3 separate regions of the Gossypium hirsutum genome follow, and regions 1 and 3 are each linked to region 2. Evidence: chromatin contacts called from public Hi-C data. All regions are on one chromosome and are shown on one strand. Each heading gives the region's core, a stretch centred on a gene start, on an enhancer-like site or on the middle of the called end of the contact. The rest is flanking DNA. Distances are from core to core; before and after follow the strand shown. Region 1 holds the start of LOC107899485 (E3 ubiquitin-protein ligase RZFP34). Region 2 has its middle 31 kb from the start of LOC107899491. Region 3 has its middle 23 kb from the start of LOC107898235.

Evidence for each region. A called contact is a pair of places that touch in the nucleus more often than the background predicts.
Region 1: a Hi-C map of leaf shows a contact between it and region 2, with 3 times the contacts expected there. The contact joins the promoter of LOC107899485 here to the enhancer-like site in region 2. A contact is called at or near these places in 4 of 34 Hi-C or Micro-C datasets (fibers, hypocotyl and leaf).
Region 3: a contact with region 2 is called in a Hi-C map of leaf, with 2.0 times the contacts expected there. The contact joins two enhancer-like sites. A contact is called at or near these places in 2 of 34 Hi-C or Micro-C datasets (hypocotyl and leaf).

The regions. Positions count from the first base shown.
Region 1 is chrD04:40,955,437-40,959,567 of Gossypium_hirsutum_v2.1, reverse strand. It overlaps LOC107899485 (E3 ubiquitin-protein ligase RZFP34), which reads right to left and starts at 1,440. Exons shown (of 14, transcript XM_016825211.2): 1 at 1,079-1,440; 2 at 866-994; 3 at 691-778; 4 at 532-591; 5 at 386-418; 6 at 206-283; 7 at 66-109. The coding sequence starts at 936.
Region 2 is chrD04:40,823,037-40,827,261 of Gossypium_hirsutum_v2.1, reverse strand. No RefSeq gene overlaps it. Among protein-coding and RNA genes, the nearest start is that of LOC107899491, 31 kb to the left of the region's middle. Within about 2 kb of position 1,856, at least 3 of the 9 cell types and tissues checked have an H3K27ac peak or open chromatin away from gene starts, as enhancers often do. A contact at or near this core is called in hypocotyl and leaf, where this site is marked.
Region 3 is chrD04:40,578,019-40,581,892 of Gossypium_hirsutum_v2.1, reverse strand. No RefSeq gene overlaps it. Among protein-coding and RNA genes, the nearest start is that of LOC107898235, 23 kb to the right of the region's middle. Within about 2 kb of position 2,287, at least 8 of the 9 cell types and tissues checked have an H3K27ac peak or open chromatin away from gene starts, as enhancers often do. A contact at or near this core is called in hypocotyl and leaf, where this site is marked.

The DNA.
Region 1 (4,131 bases), core at 191-2,690, 130 kb before region 2:
AAGTTAAATACTTGGATATCATATGCATGTAGACTCAAAAAGAGTAGAGTCAGCACATATCAAACCTGCAGATGCCGCATCCATCACAATGGTACTGTTTTTTCGAGACCTTGCAATTCAAGAAAAGAAAATGTTTTCCATTATAAGGAAGCCAATTTTGTTGAATTGCATGATTTTGAATAGTAATATGAAGCAAACCACTAACATCATCATCGAAAAAATTGCATTTTGAACAGAAATACTTTCCCATGCAGACCCCACAGTTAATGCAATGCTGTTGAACCTAATTTATATCAAGAAAAATCAGACCAAGTTAGTATTTTTACTGCTGTTTTCCTTCTGTCGGTCTCTCTATCACCATTAAAATACTTTTTCAAATACTTACATCTTGTTCTCTGTCACACAAGGAACAAATAACCTGAAAAAAAAGTATTTATTGAATATAATGACATCAGCTATGAATCACTTAAGAAAATGAGGGGAAAAAAAGGGTCCAAAATTACTACAAGAAAAACATAAAAAAAAGTTTACCCTTTTTATATCATGGCGAGGAACCTCATGACGATCAAAAGGATCAATTTCAATTGAGTTCTATAAAAGATAAACCAAAATTTCCAGAATTAAACTGTTGTTATGAATGAATTATCAAAAAAAAAAAACTTGAAGATAATTGAGGAACAAAGGAAGTACCTTGGCATCATTATGGCACTGTCTGCAATCAAATATCTCATCACAACAAGGTGCCCTGATCTTGCATCTTCTTCTATAGTGTGAACACCTTCAAAATCACAAACAACAAAATTTAATGCAGGAAAAAAATGAAAAATTGGTGTAAAGAAGAAATTTGAGAGAGAAAAAAAAGTACCCAAATTCTTCATATCCCTTCTCCGTCATAGATGAAGTGTCTAACACCTTGGGTTCAAGATCAACTTCCATTAATCCCCAAATTTGTTCTAACTTTTTCTTTTTTCCAAATTTATACACCAAAATTTACCTGAAACAAACCCAGAAAATCAAATATGAATTGAATTTAGAATCCAAAACTAAATTGAAAAAGTGAAACAACAAAAAGGCAGACCCGAAGCGAAACGGGTAAATGAGACGTGGCTTCAGAGAGCTGAAGTATAAAGCAAACATGAAAAGCTGAGCAAATTAAGCAAGTATCAAGCAGGGGTAAATAGAAACCAAAAAGGAAAAGGAAAAAAGAAAATTATAATATAGTCCCTTGAATTTGATAAAAAAAAATCTAAAATGGCCTCATAGTTAGATTCCTTTTTTCATAATCGAATAATTACGAGGCGACACGTTGACGTATGGATCAGCCGACTAAATAATTGCAGTTAGGAAAAGGAGATAAAGTAAGGAGAAGAAACGCAAAAGAAGTGAAGAAACGACAGCCGTGTAACTTTCAACAAAAAAATATAAAAATCAAAAAATGAAAAGCCAAAGTCTTGAGATATTTTCTGCTTTTTCTTCAGAATAAGCAAGTCTAAGATGTGTCCGGTCCCACAACAAGAGAAGGGTAATGGATAAAAACAAAGTTATTTAAACAAAAACTATTTGTATTGATTCATAAACATACGGAAAGGAATATATTTTATTGTTCATTATTGTTGATGAGAGGTATCAATAAGGGAGAAGACAATGAGGAGAGTGTGGTGGTGCAAAGGAGACCGATTCTCTTTAATAGGTGGAGAGCTGAAGAAGGACGAGAGGAAGAGGAAGATTGGTGTTAAGGTTGAGAAGGTTGAGTGCAAACAATAAGTGTTTAAGGTTGCTCATGGGAAGAAGATCAATTTTCCTTTGTCTTGGATGGTTTTTATAGGAGATACCCTTTTTAGTAGTGGTGACCTAGCAAGCTGTAAACATTCTATTATTCCCTTTGAAGTTGTACGCGGTTATTATGCTCAGATGGACCTTAATAGTCTCTGAAAGAAGTGTTCACATTGAGGAACAGATAATTGGACCATAGTAGCAAGTGGCCTGATGTAAGGGGCGTTCCCGTTACTAGTTGGTGGTCCTACGAGAGGTGACTCAATCAAGAGGTTGAGCGGCTCATGACAATCCAAAGGACGAGAGTTGGAGAACCTTCTATGGCAGTCTTTCTAGTGTCCTCTTAGAGTGCCACATCTATAATTCAAGTGGGGTTATAATAATAATTACATTAGAATGAATGAGAGGAAGTCAAATAACAATTAATTACATTAGAAATTAAATAAGTTGGCAAACAATAATGATTGCGGATTGAGGAGAATAATAGATTGAGGAAGAAGATCAAAATTAAGAGCATTAAAATGTTTTTTTTTTTGTAATATTATTAGTATTTATTTTTGTTGTGTGTTTAATTTATCTTAATATTATTTTATTTTAATTGTTTTTAGGAATTTGAATTTTTTTATTTAATTTATTACATATTTTAATTTCTAAGTTTAAACTTTTTTAACTTAATTATGGTAATTAAAAAAAATCTTTTCCTAATGTTGAAAGGATAAAAAAATATTGACATTTCAATCTATAGCCGTTCGCCTTCAATTGTTTACCTCCACTACTTTAGTCTTATTTGCGAAGGTTTTATTAATTCACTAACTTGAATTGATATATTACTTTTACTATCACTATCTTTTATTTAGGGCAAGATAAAAACATCTTTCCAGTAATTTTCATCCTTAACGAGCAAACAAACCAGGTGAGTGCTTTCAAAAATGAATAGATTTTCTTCCTAATTTGCTTACTTGAGTGTTTGGATGTCTCTTGGTTGTTCTTTTATGTGTTCTGAAGTCCTATTTATATTAAGGAAGCAAACTGTAGTCTGAGCTATTACAGCCCTGCACGATGAGGTATTGGTACCACGAAACATGGAAGTACGATACCATGAAAGCAAATATCCATACACTTTACCCTTCTATAAATAGTTATGGTTACTAATCTCTCAAGGTATCAATATTTAGTCACTAGAATACTTAAAAATACAATGAAACCATTTTATATTGAGTCAAAAACATTTGAAATATATCAAATTATTTTATTAAAGTATTTTAAATCCTGAGTATATTTAATGAGATTTTCAATAATATTTCCGACTTAAGAATAAATATGTAAATTTTATTTTAAATGTTTATATCAAAAAATTGATAAATCAAAACTAATAATATTAATGAAAATAAGAAATAATAAATTACTTTAGAATAATTCTATGATATTAGAAAAATGTTAGAAAAAATGTTCATATTCAATAGATATTTTATGAACCATCATCATCATCATGGATGCGTATGTAATTTTTCATTTTCACTTTTTTCAGTAAATATGATAAAATATTAAAAAATAATTATAATTATTTTATTAATAATATTAATTAAAAAACATATTAAAAATTATTTTAGATATAATTCTTCCAAAACAAAAATATTATTAAGCCACTTATAACATTGAAATAAATGGAAATATATGTTTCATCAGATAAAAAAGTCTATCTTGAATAAATAAAATTTGAAAAAATATTTTACATATTTATTTTTTAAAACAAATCATTTAAACATATTATTTTAAAAAATAATTTAATATATATTAATAGATAAACACGCACATTAGAGGAGTATGCAAGCTAACTTTTATATAAAACCCATAATTTATTATTAGTGGGCAAACATATCCACGTCGTCATCATCATTAATCGTCAAAAATCTTATCTCCAATAGGTGAAGTGGGGTCACTTGAATACTACTATTATCCACATTTTAGTTATTAAAATAGGGATGTTTAATAAATTAAAAAATGATATATATATATATATATTTAAAGGGTAATCTATATTATGGGCTAGGTTAGCAATATTTTTGAAAAGTTATTTTGAAAAATGTTGTGAAAAAATATTTTTGAAAAGTTTAGTTTAAAATTTGAGTGTTTAACATTACTGTCAAAAATTATTTTTGATAAATAAAATATCCATTTTAGACATGGTATTATCAAGTAACAAATATGAATTTAAATAATATTCAAATTAATTAATATTATTATATTTTAATAAAAATATAAAAATATTTTATTATAACTTGTTGTTAATAATTTAATATATGAAATATAAATTTTAAATATTTTTAAGCAATAAATATTAATTATTTATAAAATTTA
Region 2 (4,225 bases), core at 607-3,106:
GAAGTTCAGTAAGCGGTATATGAAATTAATATGAAAAGATTTATGATTGTTATTAGTATTGTTTCTGACATAATGTGGATTCTTCGATGTTGAAATGATTTAACGGACTTATTGAGCATATGAATGAGTATGAGACTCATACGAGTTAGTATAGATATATACATGTGTCTTATAAGCTTTGAAATAATAAGACTTGTGAATTGTGAATTAATCTGTGTGAAAGTATATGGGATAGATTAGCGAATCTTTACAAGATATTGAATGATACGGATCAATTCAGGTACTCGTGAGAAGCAAGTAATAATTGATAAATTCATATTACGAGAAAGGGAAGGATTATAAGTTCATATATGGCTATGAAATGAACAAATGGTGATAGCTATAAGGCTTGGATCGAATAAGTATATATATTTGGCCTTGTAAGCCCTAATTAGTGATTCGAAGATAATAATTTGAAAGTTTTAATCTGTATGAAATTTTATAACTCAGTTTAATACGTTTATAAATGTATGTGTTTTAGTAATGCCTCGTACCTATTCCGGCAACGAATACGGGTAAGGGGTGTTACAATGTGACATCGCTAGATTCGGCCATAACATTTAGGCCGGGTTTGGGGTGTTACTAAGACCATAATACTTTTCACATTTTTGCGATTTAATCCCCACTTTAAATTAATACATAATAATATAACTATTTAATTCAACTAACTTTGCCATCCATTGGCCTTTTCTTCTATTCACTGATAATTTCTGTTTTTTATTTGTTTTGAAAATTCTAATACATATACTTTCCAAAATCAAATTGTTTACAACCAATAGGGTTTTTGGGATGTTACACATTGTCTTGAGCATCAGAGCGAATGATTCCCAAAAAGATAAAGACGTTGCTGTGGTTGTTTGGATTGACTTGTGAATTCATTCTAAATCTGTTTATGAATTTATTCATTTGTGACATTCATATGCGATTTACCTCAATCCTGAGTAAGTAACTGACTATTTGTATGTAGCTCACATATTTTGATATATCAAAAGCTTGAGTTTAATAGGTAATAGAGTTTAAAGTCTAGTATGTTGGGTATACGACTTATGTATGACTAACTTATAATAGTGGAATTGATAGCCTAACGAAGAGTAAATGATATTCTCCCCCTGACATTGCATGGTTGATGGGTTAAGAAAGTAATTTAATTAGATAGTAGATTCTTCTCATTGAGCCATGTTCCTCAAATGTAATGAAATCTAACTACATAAACAAATTTTGTTGTCCCATGTTTTATTTGTGCTTATCGCAGTGCTTTTAGAAGTGCCTACTCCTGCAATCAATTTTGCTCATAATTAGCAACTGCTTCGTATCAATAGAAATATGCAACATTCACAGTGTTTATATATTCAAACGTGGCTAAATGAACAACATTGTGTGGTGTGTTTGTGTATAAATTCCACGAGCTTCATAATTCTATGAACTTTTCGTCTTAGTATTTGTGGCGTATATAAATCTAGCTACTTTTGTGACGTTTTCTATAAGAAACATCGCCAAATTTTGTGACCTTATTTTTCCCTGTGTTTTGCACGGTGCTTTTTTTTCCCTTTATTTATTTTGGCAGCGTTCAAAAAACCTATTTTGATGGTGTGGGTACTTTGGAAACCGATCTATATTATCGAACAAGTCTCCATGCAGTACTATGCTTAAAGCTCGTGTTCAGGAAGCTCCAGCATTGCCTACTTGGGTTGGGTTGTCCAGCCCGATGGCAAATTCAATGCAAGTTTTAAAACGGAGAGAAGAGTTCTATAGTCTTTCCTTCAAGGTCCAATTAAGGTAATTTATTGGGTTTTAAATATATGATATCCATTCTATGGCCCCCTGCTTTGCACAAGCTGGGTTGGCACTTCCCACAATGTTACGGATACTCAAGGCCTCACCCGAAACTCATCCATAATTGGATTGGACGATGAAAATCTATGATGGGATCTCAACTTAGAGTTAATTATTATTAATATATAAAACAAATAAAACACAAAGGGGCTTTGTTTTTTTAAAAAGAAAATTGTTAAAATTGGAGCAAACATATATTTGATGATTTCTTTCAGTTTGGAAATCATTAATCGGAAACAAAAATTTTGGGAATTGTTGGAACAAGAAAATGGCATTTCCAATGGTATCAATTTTAATGCTATAAACAAAAAGAAGAATAAAAGATCACAAATGCAAGGATTAAAGTAGTAGTTTTCGTGGAGCGGGGGTGATATCTAGGGAAGAAATGAAGGCAAGTCTGTTGGTTGGGTTGCTTGTCTTTTGGTCTACTGGAGGAGTTGAGTTGCTGCAGCACCTAAACTGCTTTTCTCCTAAACCATCACACTATCACCACTACTATCCTAACTACCCCCATTACCATCACTAGCTCTTTATAACCAAGCATTCATTGTTAATTAACACCTATTTCAATGTTTAGATACACGTATAATCATATCCTAAGAAAATAGGCTAAGGTCAATTTCTTCCTCTTGGTGAATGGTAGAAATTTTGCAAGCCTAAGGTCTCGTTGAAGCCTGCAAAATGTCTAAATAATGGACTAAGTTTCATCCATGTACTGTTAGGGGTAAAGTCCAAGGAAACTGGCTGATAGCCTTGCCTATTAATGACCATGGTAAAATGCAGATTTCAATTTGATTATTGATTAAGCTCTATTTACCGTTTCTCAAAAAGTAATTAATCAAGCTCTTAATTAAAATTAACTTTAAACCAGACCTTCATCCTTGTAAATAGGTTTAAGAGATAAAGATCATAGGTTCTCATGCTTCATGTGACAAACTACTAGGTTTCCTTTTGGCCCACGTGAAAGCAAAGTGTTTGAAGAGGATTCTAATGTATTAGTACCAAATCCGATTTTGTTACTTCATGCAAGTATCTTTAGTTAATGGATTTTTATTTATACAAGTGAACAATCATTACATGAGGGAAAAAAATGTTTATAAACATAAAGATGGAACATTGAACTTCATACAAATTAACTTGAATCCACGTTACAACAGATTTTAATCCAACCATTAAACCTACAACTCCCTTCCTTTTATTCAAAAATTCCATGTTCCATTTTATAGATCATCTCTGCCAACTTTCCATTTTAGGCATCAGTTTCGCTTTTCAAGTAAATATTCCATATCCAGATACATTGTAAGTTGAGGATCAGGTGGAGTGGTAGTAGCAGTAGAAGAAGAAAAGTTAAGGAAGCAAAGAACAAAATTTGAAGAAAAAGAAATTCCATTTTAAGTTAACTATCCCAAATCCATATATAAAAATATAAATAGAGAATAAAAAAGTGTTTTTTGAGATTGATGCTTTACTTTATTTAGAGGTGGATGCTAGGGTTTTACATGCCTCTCACATTCCCTTCATTTACTTAGTTTCCCTATAATTCCTTACGCCAAGAATCTTTTCCATATCCCCAACAACCAATCAACGATTCAGCCACTCCTTTATGATTTTTGGGTATTTCTTAGTACCATTCATTACATCTGCAATGGTAATAAATACGACATAAAAAATAAGGTGTCTGAAACACCTGCACTTGTAGCTCATGTGTGAACACCTCCAACCGTCCTCTGATTTTATATAATTTGTTTGCAAGAAAAGATATGGTGTTGGTCGGTTCATAGGTGCCTGCTGCTTGCTTCACTCCAAAATACGAAACTGCCTTCCTTGTTCATTCAAAACAAGAATGTTCCTAATTTGTTTATCACCAGTCTCATGCTTTATAATTAAAGAAAATTTTATATATTGATAATAAATAAGTGTTAGTATTTAGTATATTAGTACCCTATTTTTTTAATTCTTCAACCAGCTTTGTGTCTTTTTTTTTTAATATTTATTTTTTTAATATTTTATTATACTTTTATAGGAGACTTGTCAATCCTCTGGCGTTGTTTCTAAAGTTTAAAAACTCTACTAGTAGTTTATCAAATATTTTCTCAATAAAAAGGTTAATATTTGGTACGCTAGCAACAGGAGAGGATCTAGAGGGCTGGTAGGAGCCCTATCCCCCCTAAAATGTAAAATTTTCCATTTAGGCCATTTATAATTTATTAAATTTTAAGTTAGTAATAGTAAAATTATATTTTGGCCTCCCAAAAATGATAAAAAAATTGATTTAGTCCTTTAAAAATTATAAAGATATAGGCTATTAAAATGACAAAATTATATTTTTACTATCATCAAAATATAGAATTTA
Region 3 (3,874 bases), core at 1,038-3,537, 250 kb after region 2:
ACCCTTAGGCTTCCTTTGGATGCAGAATCAGCCATGGTGAGATGAAATTTTGAAGGAATATTCCCTTTCCCTGCACTGTGTTGGTGTTTGGAGAAACAATGGTGAGATGCAGTTGAAGGTTTAAATCTCACTGCCAACTTCATTTCCAATTGGAGGTAAAAGCTCCAGGTTAAACATAGTGGGCAGTTTTGTTGCAGACAAAAATGCCCATATTGGAGCATAGTGCCGAAACACCTATAGAATGGAACATATTGGAAACCGTAAAGAAAAAACAGAGCAAAGCTAAAGAATGGAAGATAAAAGAAGACCCACTTCCAGAAGTTGGTGAATTCAAGGAACAAAAGACATGGAATTGCAGCAAATACAAATGCTATCAGAATATAATGAATGGGAAAGAGAATAAGAAGAGAGAGGTGAAAGAAACAAACCTTTAGCAATAGGGAAAGGGTAGGAAACTGAGAGAAGAAGGGATGAGGGCGAAGGGGGTTGAGAAGAGAAGAAGAAGAAGGTAAAATGGCAAATCTTGGATTCCTTTTAACGGCATTAAGGCTTCAATAGCCTCCCATTTGAAAGCTTTTTCAATAAATAATACAAATGTAATTCCAAAAATAATTTAGATAGAAACATGAAGTCGTCAAAATGGGTGGAACATTTGAAAAGTTAAGCTAATTTATTTGATAGAAACATGAAGAAATTGTATGACCACTCGACTATAAAAAAAATATTTAACTATAAAAAATTAAAAATAATTATCATTTTATCTAATAAATAATTTAAATTAATTATATAATTTATTAAAATATTAGAAGATACATTTTATTAAATGAATTTATAAATTCACATATTTTAATAATTTTAAAAAAGTAAAATAATTTAAAAAACTTCTATTATATATCAATTTTAATCTGATGTCCTTAATAGTCATTTTTTATTCTCACATCACCGTTACAGCTGTGTTTGAATCCAAACACACACTCCACCATTGTTTCTAATCTCACCTCACCGTTACAGTATCTAATCTCAAAGCTACAGTAATTAATCTCACCGCCACCACTATTTTTAACCTCACCGGTAAAAACACCGCCCATCCAAATTAACCCTTATTCTATTATCAGCATTTTGTTAGTTAGTCTCTAACTAATATCTCTATTTCTAAGCACTTTACATGGTATCAGTCGCTTTGTTCGTACTGGTGCTAGTGACCGCTGTTGTTTGATGGCTCATTCGCAAGATTCTGCATCTGTTAATCCTTCTAATCCGTCGTTCTCGAGTTCACGATTGGTTCAAGTGCTCCCTCGTCATGACACGGTGAAGCTCGATGAGAAAAACTTTGCACAATGGCAGCAACATATCAAATTAATTACCGAAGGATATGAATTGCAAGGGTTTTTGGATGGTACTCTACCTCCTCCGTATCGGTTTGTGGCCTCTCCGGATGGCACACTGATTGCTAATCCTGATGTGGCTGCTTTTCTTCAACAATATAAGCTCTTAGCCTCATGGTTTACTGTCTACTATTCATGTTTCGTTGTTATCTTCTTTTACTGCTGCTAAGTCAGCCTGTGATATTTGGCTAACTGCCAATCGCATGTTTGCTGCATCTACTGGTGCTAGAGTTTCAAGAATAAAGCATGAATTACATTCGTTAAAGAAAGGAACGTCACCTGTATCTGAGTTTTTTGCCAAGATTCAGAATCTTTGTGCGTTGCTTGAAGCCTCTGGGTTCGTCGTTGCGGAGGCTGAAAAAGTTGAAGTTCTTACCGGCCTTCCGTCTGAATTTGATGCGGTTTTAGCCTTTGCATCCTTCTCGCCAGAAACTCTTCAATATCAGCGTTTGGTTGACGTTCTTCTAGAGTTCGAGTCTCGTCAGATGCATGCCGTTCAAGATCTGCCAATGCATGCCAACTTGACTGAAGCATCTTTGGCTATGGCAGTGGGTGAGTCAGATCTCCAATCTGGACGTGGTGGCCGTCTCTCCTCTGCCTCACGTGGCTGTAGGTTTCGCCCTCGAGTGCAGTGCCAAATCTGTAGCCATTATGGTCACCTTGCTTAGAGGTGTTACTACTAGTTTAATCAAGACTATGGTGGTCTGGGAGACTCCACGATGGCGCGGTTTTATTCTGATCGTACAGGCCAATTTGTGCCGAGGGTGTCTGATGGTGTTGAGTCGTCGTTCATGCCATCCTCTGCTGAATTTGGAATGTCAACTTGGAGAAACCCTACCTATTTTTCTGAAGGGGTTCATTGGACTAATGGACCGTATTTTAATAATGGCCCGAATAATAGGAATAGTTTTCAGCCTTCTAGTGGGCGTGCATATGGCGGTGGTCTTGGGCCAGCTGTTGGGCGTGATTATGGGCACAATTTTGGGCCATCTTTTGTGCGTGGTTTTGGGCGCAATTTTGGGCCGTATGTTGGCTGTGAATTGGGTTATTCATTTGGGTGTGACATACCACATGATTTTAAGGGTCGTTTGGGCCAGCAACATGTTGAGCCCACTGTTGGGATGCTCAGGCCAAATATTTCAAGTCAGCAGATTGGGCCAACTATTCCTAATGGGGTTTCTAATGGACAAGTTGATGTTGGGCACAATTTTGTGCAAAATTTATCTGAGTCTGATCCTGTTGCTAATAATGTTGGGATTGAGAGTGCTCGGAAAAATAATGGTTTCGGGGTTGCATGGCAAACTAAACCTCAGGCTCGAGTTTTTGATGTTGGCTCATCATAGGGTGTTGGGTTGCCTCGAATTCCTGATTTTCGGGCGTTTGATTTTTCGCCTGCCACACAATATGATTCTAATTCATATATTTCTGTGCCAGTTGAGACTTCGTCCTGGTATCCAGATTCGGGGGCCACTCATCATGTTTGCCAGAATTCTTTTCGGCTAAATATGACAAACCCATATTTAGGTACTTCTTATTTGATTATGGGAAATGGAACTCCTGCTAAAATTACGTCTATTGGTAACATCATTATGCCTACAAAGAAGAGGGTGTTACATCTCTCTAATGTATTGTGTGTGCATAGTATGCGGAAGAATCTATTGTCTGTATCACAGTTTGCTACTGACAATAACGTGTTTTTTGAATTTCATCTGTCTTATTTTGTTATTAAGGACATCCAGACTCAAGAAACTTTGTTGCGAGGCCGAGTATGTGATGGTCTCTATCAGTTTTCTGTTTACATGCCAACGTCATCTGGTTCTACTCCTGTTATTCACAATGTCGGGGTTCGAGATTGTTCTTCTGTTGATCATGTTTTTGCTTTATGGCATAACAGACTTGGTCATCCTTCTGCTATAGTTGTTAAAAGTGTTCTTGATAAGTGTCAAAATCGTTCAAATAAAAAATGTCTTGATACTGTCTGTGTTGCTTGTCAAAAAGGGAAAGCCCATAAATTGTCATTTTTACCATCTACTACTGAATACATGGAACTGTTTGAATTGGTTGTTTTCAATTTGTGGGGGCCTACTTTTGTAGCTTGTGGGGGGAATTTCTATTACGTTTCGTTTGTAGACATGTGTAGTAGATTCACGTGGATTTTTTATTAAAAGAAAATCTCAAGCACTTGAATGTTTTCTTCTGTTTCAGAAAATGGTTGATACGCAGTTTGGTAGGAAAATTAAAAAATTTTAGAGTGATTGGGGTGGTGACTTTCGTGCTTTCACGCCAATTCTAGCTAGTCATGGGATTCTTCATCGAGTCTCTTGTCTACATACTTCAGAATAAAATGGGGTTGCTAAGCATAAACATCGACATATTGTTGAAAACGGTCTTACACTTTCGGCTCAAGCTAATTTACCTATGGACTATTGGGGTTATGCTTTTTGCAGTGCTGTTCATCTTATTAATCGACTACCTACTTCAGTTCTAAA